Linked DNA regions of Mus musculus: region 1 is linked to region 2. A link is a contact called in public promoter capture Hi-C data. All regions are on one chromosome and are shown on one strand. Each heading gives the region's core, a stretch centred on a gene start, on an enhancer-like site or on the middle of the called end of the contact. The rest is flanking DNA. Distances are from core to core; before and after follow the strand shown.

Region 1 (5,843 bases), core at 1,018-3,517, 280 kb after region 2:
TTCCTTCCTTCCTTCCTTCCTTCCTTCCCTCCCTCCCTCCCTCCCTCCCTCCCTCCCTCTCTCTCTCTCTCTCTCTCTCTCTCTCTCTCTCTCTCTCTCTCTCTATCTATCTCTTAAGATTATTTATTATATATGAGAACACTGATGCTTTCTTCAGACACACCAGCAGAGGGCATCTGATCCTATTGCAGATGGTTGCGAGCCACCATGTGGTTGAACTCAGGACCTCTGGAAGAGCAGCCAGTGCTCTTATCCACTGAGCCACCTCTCCAGCCCTGTATTCTCTTCCATAACTCATGTTCTTAGGGTGAATCCAGTCCTTCCCATCCCCTGGTATTCAGCCATTTAAAATTGTTCTTCTCTCTATGGGTGCTTTATAGGTCCCTAACTTGGGTCCTCTCCAAGAGCAACAGCTCCAGAATGACCCTTTCAATGTTAAATCTAATCTTGTTATCTCTAACTTAAAAACAACGTTTAGCTGAGCATATTGGCATATGCCACAGTTAATTCCAGCACTTGGAGGCAGAGGCAGGAGGAATCGGAGGCCAGTCTGGGCTACACAATGAGCTCCCGGCCAGCTTGAGCTACTGTTGAGTACCTGTTCTCTCTGAGTTGAAGCATTCCTTCCTAGGGAGTGGAGGACTTCCATAGGATTCAGGAAATAAAGGAAACTTACAAGGTTCAGGAAACTCCTAAAGTTACAAGATTCACAAGGACCCTCAAGGTTATGTAAACAGTAGCAATGGCTGGGAAGAGGAGACCCTCCCGTTGACCCAATAGCGATGGGGGTCATGCTGGGAGCATTGCCCACACTGGGGAGGGCTCTTCTGTAACCAAGCTGCAGGGACTCATGCTTCTGTGAGGGATTTAAATAAACCAGCGTAGTTCACTGAACTAGACTTGGCTTGAGTCATTTCTTTGGCCTGTCGTCTGTGCCTAATCTGAGGTGACTAGATACTTAAATATTCACAGTGTTTCTGCAGTCCATAGAAAAGGGGAGAGGAATGCCCTTTCTACAAAGGCTTGCAGTTCTCATTGGTGGTCATTGGTGATGGCTACCTGAATCATGTGCCTTTCGTAACAAGCTGTGGCTTTTTTGTTCACTATCGTCCCCACCCCCAGACGCACATCTTTCTTCATACATGTGAGGAGATCAACAATTGCTCATCGAATGAAATAATTGCCTCCTCTTTCTAAATCAGAAAAATTTGCCAATTTTAATGGCTACCTTCATAGCATTTCAAGGAAACATACTGCCCACTCTTTTCCCTTCGATCGAGCAAAACTTCCTTAGTCTTTTATCAAAATCTGCCTCTCCCCTTTAAAACTTAGTACTTCCTTTCTATTTATTTACTAACTTACAGTGCTGACAATTGAACCCAGGGCCTCATGCTTGATAGTCAAACACTCTAGCATTAAGCTATAGCCCCACCTTGCCCTGGTTCCCCCGAAGTAGGGATTGAGTAGATAAATATGACATGGCTTTCTTTTCTTTTTTTTCTTTTCTTTTCTCTTCTCTTCTTTTCTTTTTTAAAGATTTATTTATTTATTATATGTGAGTACACTTTAACTGTTTTCAGACACACCAGAAGAGGGCATCAGATCTCATTATGGATGGTTATGAGCCACCATGTGGTTGCTGGGATTAGAACTCAGGACCTTGGGAAGAGCAGTCAGTGTTCTTAACCTCTGTGCCATCTCTCCAGCCCCAGCATAAGCTTTCTTAAGCATCCTCCTTCTATTCCTCCTCCTCTCTCTCTTCTTCCTCTTCCTCCTCTTTCTCCCTTTTTTTTCTATATAGAGAGCAAACCAGGGCCCCACACATGCCACCCAATGCTCCACTACATAGCCACATACCTTACCTGTCTGCTTCCCTCTCCTCATGTCTGCTCAGCAGTGGCCTTTCGTCTCTCACTGCTATAGACTTCCTGGAAACCCCCAACCCCTTCCCTTCTGGGGCTAGTTTCATGGTGTTTTCAACATCTGTTATGGTTTAGAGGAAGCCTTGTCTGGCATAGAAGTCCTTTCCAGACCACGATCTAACATTCCAGTAAAAGCCAATGAAGGCATATACAGCGAGGAAACACTTTTCATAAGGACACTTCCCCGTAAGTGGGCCACCGCAGCAGAAGGGGGCATCTGCCTGTCATTAGTCCCGGCAGTCGGATGGATTGTTCCAGCCGGGTCAGGGCCCTTCCCACCGCACTGTGTGGTTTGCTCTCCATGCTTGGCAGACAGTGGGTTCCACTGTGTGTATTGGCACTGGCTACACAGCAAGTGCAAACAGCTGGCTTCCTTGCTGTTCATCTCATGCCAAAAATATCCCTCTCCTGATGTTCTTAACTGCTTTTGCAGCTAGCAACATCAGCGAGTGGGAAATCAAATATTTTATCTCGCGGTTCATTTTAATGCTCTTTTCCAGATGTTTTCTGGGCTGTTCCTCAGATGTTGATTTGTGGCGGTGTTGATATTTTCTTTCTGTAGCATCTTATTATTTTGGAGCGGCGAGATTTCATTTAGTCGGAGGAAATGCTGTTCTACTCCTTCTCTTTCTCTTTCTCCTTTTCCTCCTCCTCCTCCTCCTCCTTAATTTTTCTTTCTTCCAAATGCTTTGACTTCTGATGACACACAACCATTCTGTGTCTTGTGGTAACCCTACAAGCTGTAAACCTCAGGACTTGGCCTGACTATAGACGGGACTAGACCGCACCTGTATGAAGGCTACCAGATGCACCCTGATCACAGGCCCGTGGTAATGTTAGAGTCTGAGATGCGCCTTATCCAGCCTTCCTGTTTCTGCATATCAGTATAAGTGGGACTCACAGATGCTAAGTAGCGTGACCACCCAGCTAGCTATCAGGAAAATCAGAACCAGGCGCAGGCCTAGTTTGGTGGAGAAGGGTCTTTCTCTCCGCACTTCTTACCTGGATTTGGATGTGAAGTTACTTGTCTCGCCCCCAGGATCCCACCATCAGTTGACAATAATACCTTTTGACAGCATTTTGAAGAGACAGGACAAGCCCTGCTGCTGGTATCAAGGTGTCCCTGATTCGTCTCTGTGGGCAGTCCTGCCTGCTACACATCACTAGACATGCCTGCAGTCCTGTGCTGTGTGCGGATGCATCCCTGGTGTGGAATGGCTCGTGAAGCTGTTTTGCCAGAAACTGATTCCAAACATCCACTTTCCGAACCCTTATTTCTCTCCAGAAGATCTCCCCTAGAGAATAAACCCGCCCAGGGCCTCTTAAAGCTCTGTGTCCGCAGTGACAGGGGTGCTGTAGGGATTGAGTTCAGCATGCCGTGAGGCAGGCTGGTGTGCGCTTGACAGCAGCTTATAAATAAGTCAGGGTAGATGATGCTGATGATGGGAAGTGGATGTGGGAGAGGCCAGCAGAATGAAAATGTGCTCATTGGGAATGAAGAATGACAGTGCACAGGCAGAACCCCCAAAAGCTGAAATTCTCATAAAACCGTAGGTAAGCTTACATTATGTCTTACACATTTTAAACTCTGGACCAAGGCCGAAAACATCACCTGCCTTGGGTCTCTGCACAGATACTTATGAGCTACAGGCTAACAAAACTGACCAGCAAAAGCACTTCAAAATTTGGTTATAATCTATAGACTGTCAGCTTGGGGGTTACTGGTAAAGTAATTTGCAGTCTCTTTTTTTTGTCTGTTTTAATTGATGGCTTTTCTCTGCAGCTAGCTTTACAGGAGAAATTGAAACACAACTGCAGCGTTATAAATCCACGAAGCAAAATAAGTGGTGTTCAGAGAGTAACGGAGAAGGGTCCAGAAGAGTTCGCCTAACAGCCCTGTTTGCTTCCTTTCCTGGAACATTCCGTGTGGGCTGGGTAGATCTCCTGCCTTCAGGGCAGTGGGGTTTGGAATGCAGAGGCAATTTGGGGATAGACAGGAGCCCATACACACTATTGAAATTGGCCATAATCAACAGCCAAGAAAGCCCCGAAGAAGAGTGTAGGAGTCTCCAACAAGGCTTGCCCTGATGGAAACTGGCCTGCCTCACCTTACTCAACAAGACAAACTCTCACCGTTTGTCATTCTTTCGGCACGGGGCCACTTAGATCCTTTGGCTCCCTTATTCTGTAACACCTACCAATCCTGAACATATTCCTGGTGGGTAGGCTGTGACTGTCCAGCCATCACCCCGAAGGTGTCCCCTCCCCTGGCCTTGGGCAAATTTACTGCTGAAGAAGCCCCTGTTGCAAGCACCTGCTCTTCAGCTGCGCTGGCCACGCCCTGACCATTCTACGCCTACCTTCCCCACTGTCCAGTGTGGATCTTGTTTGTGGTTTGTGTCTACACTCCATTCTTACAGTGCTATGCTTTATAGCATCTCTCTGGCTCTTCCATGGGCGTGAGCAATTCTGGAGTATTTCGACACTGAGGGTAACAGCTCTGACTTACACTTGACTTTGATAACAGGTAGAAGTTGTAGGTGATCTAAAAAGAAGCCCAAATATTTAATTTGTATTTACATATTGTTCTGGAGCTAGAACCCAGGGCCTTGTGCAAGATAGGAAAGCATCCATCTATGGAGCCATACCCTGCGTTCTGGCTTTGATATCTTGACTTAAAGATAATCTCAGCACCTGTCTGACCAGTGAGACCCAGATTATGCTTAAGAGATAAAATACATATGTATTCATATATATATATGTATATATCTACATGTATACATATATATGAAAGTGTCATAATGAAACCTACTCTTTTGTGTACTAATCAGTAATATATTTCTTTTTAGATAGGGTCCCATATAACCCAGGTTAGCTTCAGATTCACTATGTAGCCCAGGCTGGCCTTGAATGCCTGATCTTTTTTCTTTGGTCACCTGAATATGAGATTAAAGGTGTGAGCCACCGGGCTTAAAGAGCTGTTCATATACTAGGCAAGCTCCCTAGCACTGAGTTATATTCCTAGTTCATGAGTAGCACTACAGAGATTTTTACTAGTGCATATTTATTGTATAAAGCAGTGGGGCCTGTGAAGTATGGCGAAGTATGTATGTATTTTGACTTATTCACTCCTTATTGTCCCTGCCTCGTGCTTGTCTCCTCTCTGTTCCTCCATAGTACCTTCTGTTTGCATGTTATAGCCATACACGTATGTAAAGCTATATGACCCAGGTTCCATATATGAGAAAACACGTGATGTTTGTCTTTCTGGTCTGGTTTATTCCACCTAATCTGATAATTTTCAATTCTATCAATACTTCCGAAAATGACATAGCTTCACTTTTCTTTATGGTTGAATAAAAGCTTGAGTCACCTTTTCCTAAAGAAGTTTCTACTCAGGAAAGGAAGTTGAAATGAGGAGAGTTGGATGTATAAAGCTCACTTCTTCACAGTATTCAACTTCTATAGCAACCTGAAACCAAACTAGACCTTCCCCACGCACTCTGAGAACACAGATCCGCTTCATCACTATGTTGCCCTGTTAGCATCTTCTCTCATCACTTGGTACAGCGATCTTGTCTGCATCTTAAACTTTAAACTGGTGAAGGAGGAGCTGATCTGCACCTCTCTTATTTCCCCTGTGAATGGGCTCTTGAGCTTTTGAAGCAACAAATCTACTAAGCTACCCAGCCAAGACCTGCAGGCTGGGACCCGTGAGCTGCTGGCTAGGCAACAGATAACAACTCTTGGGGGACTCTTCCTGTAATGTAAAGACTTAGTGAATCGCACAATGTGGCCCTGTCCTCTCTGCCACCCCACTCAACCACAAGACATTGACATCTTATTAAGGTGAAATCCCATTAAAATAAACATGAAGTGATGATTTTCTCCAGAGCACTATCACGGGACTTCAAGTTAGTA
Region 2 (5,474 bases), core at 522-3,021:
GCCCGAAATGCCCACAGGGGCAAGTAGGGTGGAGCCACAGGGCCTTGCCAATGGCACATCCTTCCTGTTGCTTTAGAAGACCTTGGGGAACCTCGGACTGTCTCTGGGGCACATTTACCACAAACCTCCGTGTCGATTCACACCAGAATGATGGCAGCGTCCACTCCTCAGGTAAGCATTTCAATGCGCTGTCACAGGAGGAAGCTGGAGCCTCACCTGGATTGGCCCAGTGACAGCATCAGGAGTGCTGAGACCCAGGGTGACCCAGTCCCTGTGCGGTTTTGTTACCTCACTTACACATGACAGGTATTGAACTAGAGTCCTTGGAGAGGACCTTTGTCCTGTGGTTTGGGTAGAACCCAGCATAATGGGGCCACCCCGGAGAAGAAAACATTCTGGCAAAGTTTTTAGAGATTCCTCGTCCTGGTCATCGCGTGCTGTAAATCTTTGGGATAACAGGTGCTAACCTGTGTTGTTTTCATTTGCATCTTACTTCTCAGGGAATGTATCAAAAAGGGTACCAGAGTTAGCTAAGTAAAAACGTTCACAAATAAAATGTAATTGTATCATTATCGACATCAATATCATCTCCATCTCTACCACCATCACCATGTCTCCACCACCACCACCACCACCATCACCATCATCATCATTATCACCGTCCATCATTGCTGTGCTAGATATCAGATGCATGTCTGTAGACCTGTCAGGTGTGTGCTGTTCCATTGAGCTATATCTCAACCCTAGTTATTATTTGGTTAAAGTTGTGTCATTCTTATATTAAGCTTTGTTTCAGAGACTCATTGTTTATTTCAACTAGTAAAGTCACAAGAATGCATTTATTTTATTTTATTAGTAAATACTCTCAAAAATACTCTCAAAAGAAACAGTCTACCATATCTGGCTAAGAAGAGTTCTGTTTTGTATTTGCCTACGGGTAAAAGGATTCGTGTGTATCATATACAAATTATAATTTTTACTATGTTAAAGCAACATTGAGACTTAACAACTTCTGTGAGGCCCTACAATATCTGCGACAGGTGGTATTTTCCAGACATCTTTACTTTCATAAGTTAACCACAGCGACTTCACTCTTGTCCTCCTACTACAAGTTGTTAGTAATCCTCGGATGGAACGGGAAGCTCTAGAGCAGACAAGATCAACACGCCCGCCCGCAGCTCCTTCCCAGCCTCACTCTGTGCTTTCTGTAAGAAGCCTCCCTCCTGCCCCGCCCCCACACGGAACACGGTCTGCTCTGCCGAGAAGGGTATTGTGTGTACATAGGTATAACAAACATTTTTGTAGGACAGAAAGTGCTTTTGGAATTTCAGAAACCCGTGTGAGGCTTCTGAGAGGTAAGTGTTGCCCATGATAAAAATAGTAAGACGGTGGACAACCAGCCCATAAAACTGAACCAAGTCTCACGAGGTTAAACTGCCTCTCCCTTTTAACAAATAATCTGCTCTCATAAAATTAGGCTGATCAGTCTGGGTCCTTTATTTTAAAAGCCAGGACAATCGGAATACTTAGTAGCAAGGAGAAAGGCATACCTTGATCCTGAGCCGTCATGTCTGCCGTGATACTCACAGGAGCACTGAGAAGGGCAGGTACCGTTCACTCCTCCCAGGAAGCTAAGCACAAGGCACAGGCAGGCCGAGAGCCACATAGCTCCAGAGTGGCTCTCTGAACAAAAGGTGAGGGCCTAAACAAGAACATGGGGAAGCTACCACGAATGCCCGCCGCCAGCCACAGGCAGTTAGCATCAGCAGCTTAGCCAGATTAGCCCGAGACCTGAAGTTACTTAACCTTCAAGTGTCTTGCAGGGGATCAATCCACCCAGCCTTTGAATATGGCCTCAACCGAGTAACACACTTACTAAGGGAAGTGAAAAATCAAACCGCCAGGACAATTTCAATAGGCGCCCATGTCTAAATTTGCAGGGAAACCCCGTATCAGGTACCTTTCCCATAGTTGGAACTTTAAAATGTTCCTATAGCTTAAAAACATAACCGGTGTTACAAAGAGCTTGGTATCTTGGCATATGCTAAGATTTTCAGTAGTTTATTTATACAGACATCATTCCTTTTACTTTTTGCATCTTTACCAGAAAAAAAGTGACTTTAATTCAGATTTATGTCCAATAGAGTTACCAGTGGTGCCCCGGACTGCTCATCTCCCCCAAACCAAGTTAAGTGAGCCCTATGCCGTCTCCCTAAGACTCCTCAGCCCACTCCAGGTGTGTCAGAGCTACTGCTCCAGTGAGAACCTGTCCTGAGTCTCTCCCAGATCGCCTCAGTATGCATAAGATGTGCCCAAGAGCGTTCCTTTCTAATGAAGGCAATTGTCTCTGTTCAAAGCTATGTTTAATTCTGGGTCTGGGGTGTCAAAACCCCTACTTAAGGATGAACTGAAGCCTGGGTTTGCAGCTCAGTTGGAGGAGTGCCTGCCTGGCATGGACAAAGCCTGGATCCTATCTCTAGCACCAAACAAAATGGTGTTTTATATGAGTGCCTGTAAGCTCGTCATTTAAGATGTGAAGGCAGGTGGATCAGATGTTCGAAGCCATCTTCAGTCCATAACAAGTCGGATGCCAGTCTGATACATAGACACCATCTGCAGGTGAATGGACGCCAGTCTGATACATGGACACCATCTGCAGGAGAATGGCAGGTGGTCAACTGCCATGTCTTTTAGTAACATTTAGCAAAAAATAATCTTTGAGACATTGTCTTACTATGTAGACCAGGCTGGCTTTGAACTCATAGAGATCTGCCTGTCCTTGCCAGGACTGAAAGCATGCACCGCTACACCCAGCTGCAGAGAATATCTAAGCAATGGAGTCTGGAAAACACTGCTGAATTTAAAAATGTCATATTGCAGCTGTTCAGAGATGACATAATTCATTTGTTCGTCAAATATTTATGGAGAACCTGCCAACTTCCGAACCAAAGACTAGAGGTACGAAGATAAGCAACACAGCGTTGCGGTTCATGAAGAAGTCAAATGATAGAGACAGGTCAGTGAGGACGCACAAGAGAACATCATGTTCAGCCTGGGTAACCAGGCAAAGCTGTCTTGTTGGGTGGCACCTGAGCTCCCTCTCCAGCAAGCAGAGGGAAACAGGAAAGACTGTGCTCTGTGTGTGTGTGTGTGTGTGTGTGTGTGCTGTGTGTATGTGCATGTGTGTGTGTGCTGTGTGTATGTGCATGTTTGTGTGTGCTGTGTGTGTGTGCTGTGTGTATGTGCATGTGTGTGTGTGTGTGCTGTGTGTGTGTGCTGTGTGTATGTGCATGTGTGTGTGTGCTGTGTGTATGTGCATGTGTGTGTGTGCATGTGCTGTGTGTGTGTATATGTGTGTGTGCTGTGTGTGTGTGTATATATGTGTGTGTGCTGTGTGTGCGTATGTGTGTGTATGTATGTGTGCTGTGTGTGTGTATATGTGTGTGTGCTGTGTGTGCGTATGTGTGTGTATGTGTGTGTGCTGTATGTGTGTGCATGCATGTGTATAAAGCTTCAAGAGAACCTCAGAAAAACACAAGCACTTTCTGTTGCTTAGGAATAAGTAGCTGAGCTGAGGTGGCAGAGGAAGGACCTTGGGTGCCCTGCTAAAGAGCCACACAGACTCCAGGCAGCAAAAACAGAAAGGTTAAGCTTCGAGTGGCTCATCAGATCAACAGATTAGTGGGATTTCCTGGTAGCTGTGTAGACAAAGGGTTTAGAGCCAGCAGGAGGGGAGCTGGAGGCTCTAGGTGGGCACTGGTGGTTCTGGTCCCAGTGAGCAGCCATGAGGCCATCCCCGATGTGCGGACAGGACTGTGGATAATACAGTTTTGGGAAACAGAGGAGGGGGAATCACTTGATTCCGTGTAGGCACGATGAAGACTGGATTTAAGGACAACCCCAGGGTTTCTCAGTGCTGGGGATGCAGTGATGGGTAGAAGCTCTGAGCTATTGTGCACCGGAGAGAGAAAATAGGTTGGTGGTAAAACTCTGCTCACTAAGTGACCAAACTGTCTGCATTATCAGGTTTGTGAATATTCTTACCTGGAAGAGCAGGACCGGACCAACTGAGTATAGCAAAACTGTATAGTGATAAGCCACCAAGCTAGTAAGCCCAGTAGCCATAGGGAGCCAGATTCAAAGCTTAGTCAGTCTTATTGTATAAATTAGTTGATTGACATGGTATTAGATATTAGTGCACCACTGAAGTCCTTCATGTTAAAGTGAAGTTATCCCTTGTTTGTTGTTAGGAATAAACTCAAAGCTTTGCACACTAGAGCTCGCTATCAATTCTCTAGGTAATACGGTAAATACTGCCTCAACCATTTAACTGTTCTGTGACTAAGCACAGACCCCTGCTAGATTGTCTCCATAAGCAGCTTAACTGTGTGTGGGGGGGGGGGGAGGGTGAACGAGCACCCAGAGCCCTCCAGGAACACATTTTTAATGTTGCCACTGGAGAATTACAAAATGTGAAAAGTCTCTCTGGGCCATGGTGAGGAGGGCCTTGAACCTTGTGTCTAAGGCAGCCAGACTTCCTTCACAGGTGTGGTAGTAAACTTGACAGTACACACAATCATCTGGAGAACAGATCTATGGGTATGTCTGGGAGCAACTGTCTAGATTGGGGTAACTGAGCCGGAAGGAGGTATCCTCAGGGTGGGTACCACAACCCTGTGTGCTGGGGTCTTAGACTAAAAGGGTAAAGGGAGTGAACACCAGACTTGATGCCATTCGGCTTCCTGTCAGTAGATACCATGTGACCAACTGCACCCCTTGTCCCTAATGTTGAACTCAATTCTCTTCAACCATGACCCAAAATAAGCCCTTCCACCGCTCAGTTGAAGGCTTTTGCCACCGCAGGCTCCTGAAAGTTTGGTCAGAAAGATTTAAAGGGCTGGAAGTGCATCTTTAAACAGTTGGCTGTGGCGTGGTCGGAGTGAGAATGCGCAGAGGATGGAAAGCTAAATCAGGAGGTTGTTATAGCAACTCTCACCATTGTCCACAGGAAGGGAACTGTCTCGGTAAACTAGTAGGTAGGTCTTTAATATGCCGACAAAGGGGTTAAGGAGGCAACTTACAAAGTGTGTGTGTGGGGGGGTGGCAACAGATAAAGATCTATAGTCTGATGAGCACTGAGCGAGATGTGAAAGAAAATGAATTCACGCTACAGTATATAACTCATAGCTTTGAAATATGAAAGAACATTATTATAATATGGAGTGAATGTATACACATCACCAAAGCAATGCAGACCCACACTTGGAGACATCTAGCAACCATAAGGCTCTCTTATATTTCTGTGCAATAACCTTAAGCTGGATAAAGATTCAGATAGAATAATTGATACCCACCCCTACAAAGATATTTGTATTACAGTGTTCCCAATTTTGCATCTATAAAAGAAATCCAGGCTTGGTGGTACACATCTGTAAGCTCCAGAATTGAGATGCTGGTAGCTTCAAGTTTGAGCC

Evidence for each region. Promoter capture Hi-C pulls out the DNA fragments that hold promoters and counts their contacts.
Region 1: a contact with region 2 is called in a promoter capture Hi-C map of the C10 cell line, with 3 times the contacts expected there. The contact joins the enhancer-like site here to the promoter of Lrit3 in region 2. A contact is called at or near these places in 1 of 39 promoter capture datasets (the C10 cell line), 10 of 484 Hi-C or Micro-C datasets (the G1E-ER4 cell line, MC3T3-E1-derived osteoblasts, bone marrow-derived macrophages and 5 more), 3 of 115 datasets of contacts at active chromatin or transcription factors (embryonic stem cells, regulatory T cells and stem cell-derived neural progenitor cells) and 1 of 9 other capture datasets (liver).

Annotation. Positions count from the first base shown.
Region 1 is chr3:130,084,599-130,090,441 of GRCm38.p6, forward strand. No RefSeq gene overlaps it. Among named protein-coding and RNA genes, the nearest start is that of Sec24b, 27 kb to the left of the region's middle. Within about 2 kb of position 2,268, at least 36 of the 459 cell types and tissues checked have an H3K27ac peak or open chromatin away from gene starts, as enhancers often do. A contact at or near this core is called in embryonic fibroblasts, where this site is marked.
Region 2 is chr3:129,802,365-129,807,838 of GRCm38.p6, forward strand. Lrit3 (leucine-rich repeat, immunoglobulin-like and transmembrane domains 3) reads right to left here and starts at 1,772. Exons shown (of 4, transcript NM_001287224.2): 1 at 1,551-1,772. The coding sequence starts at 1,666. All of the region lies in intron 2 of Gm36130 (a long non-coding RNA gene), which reads left to right.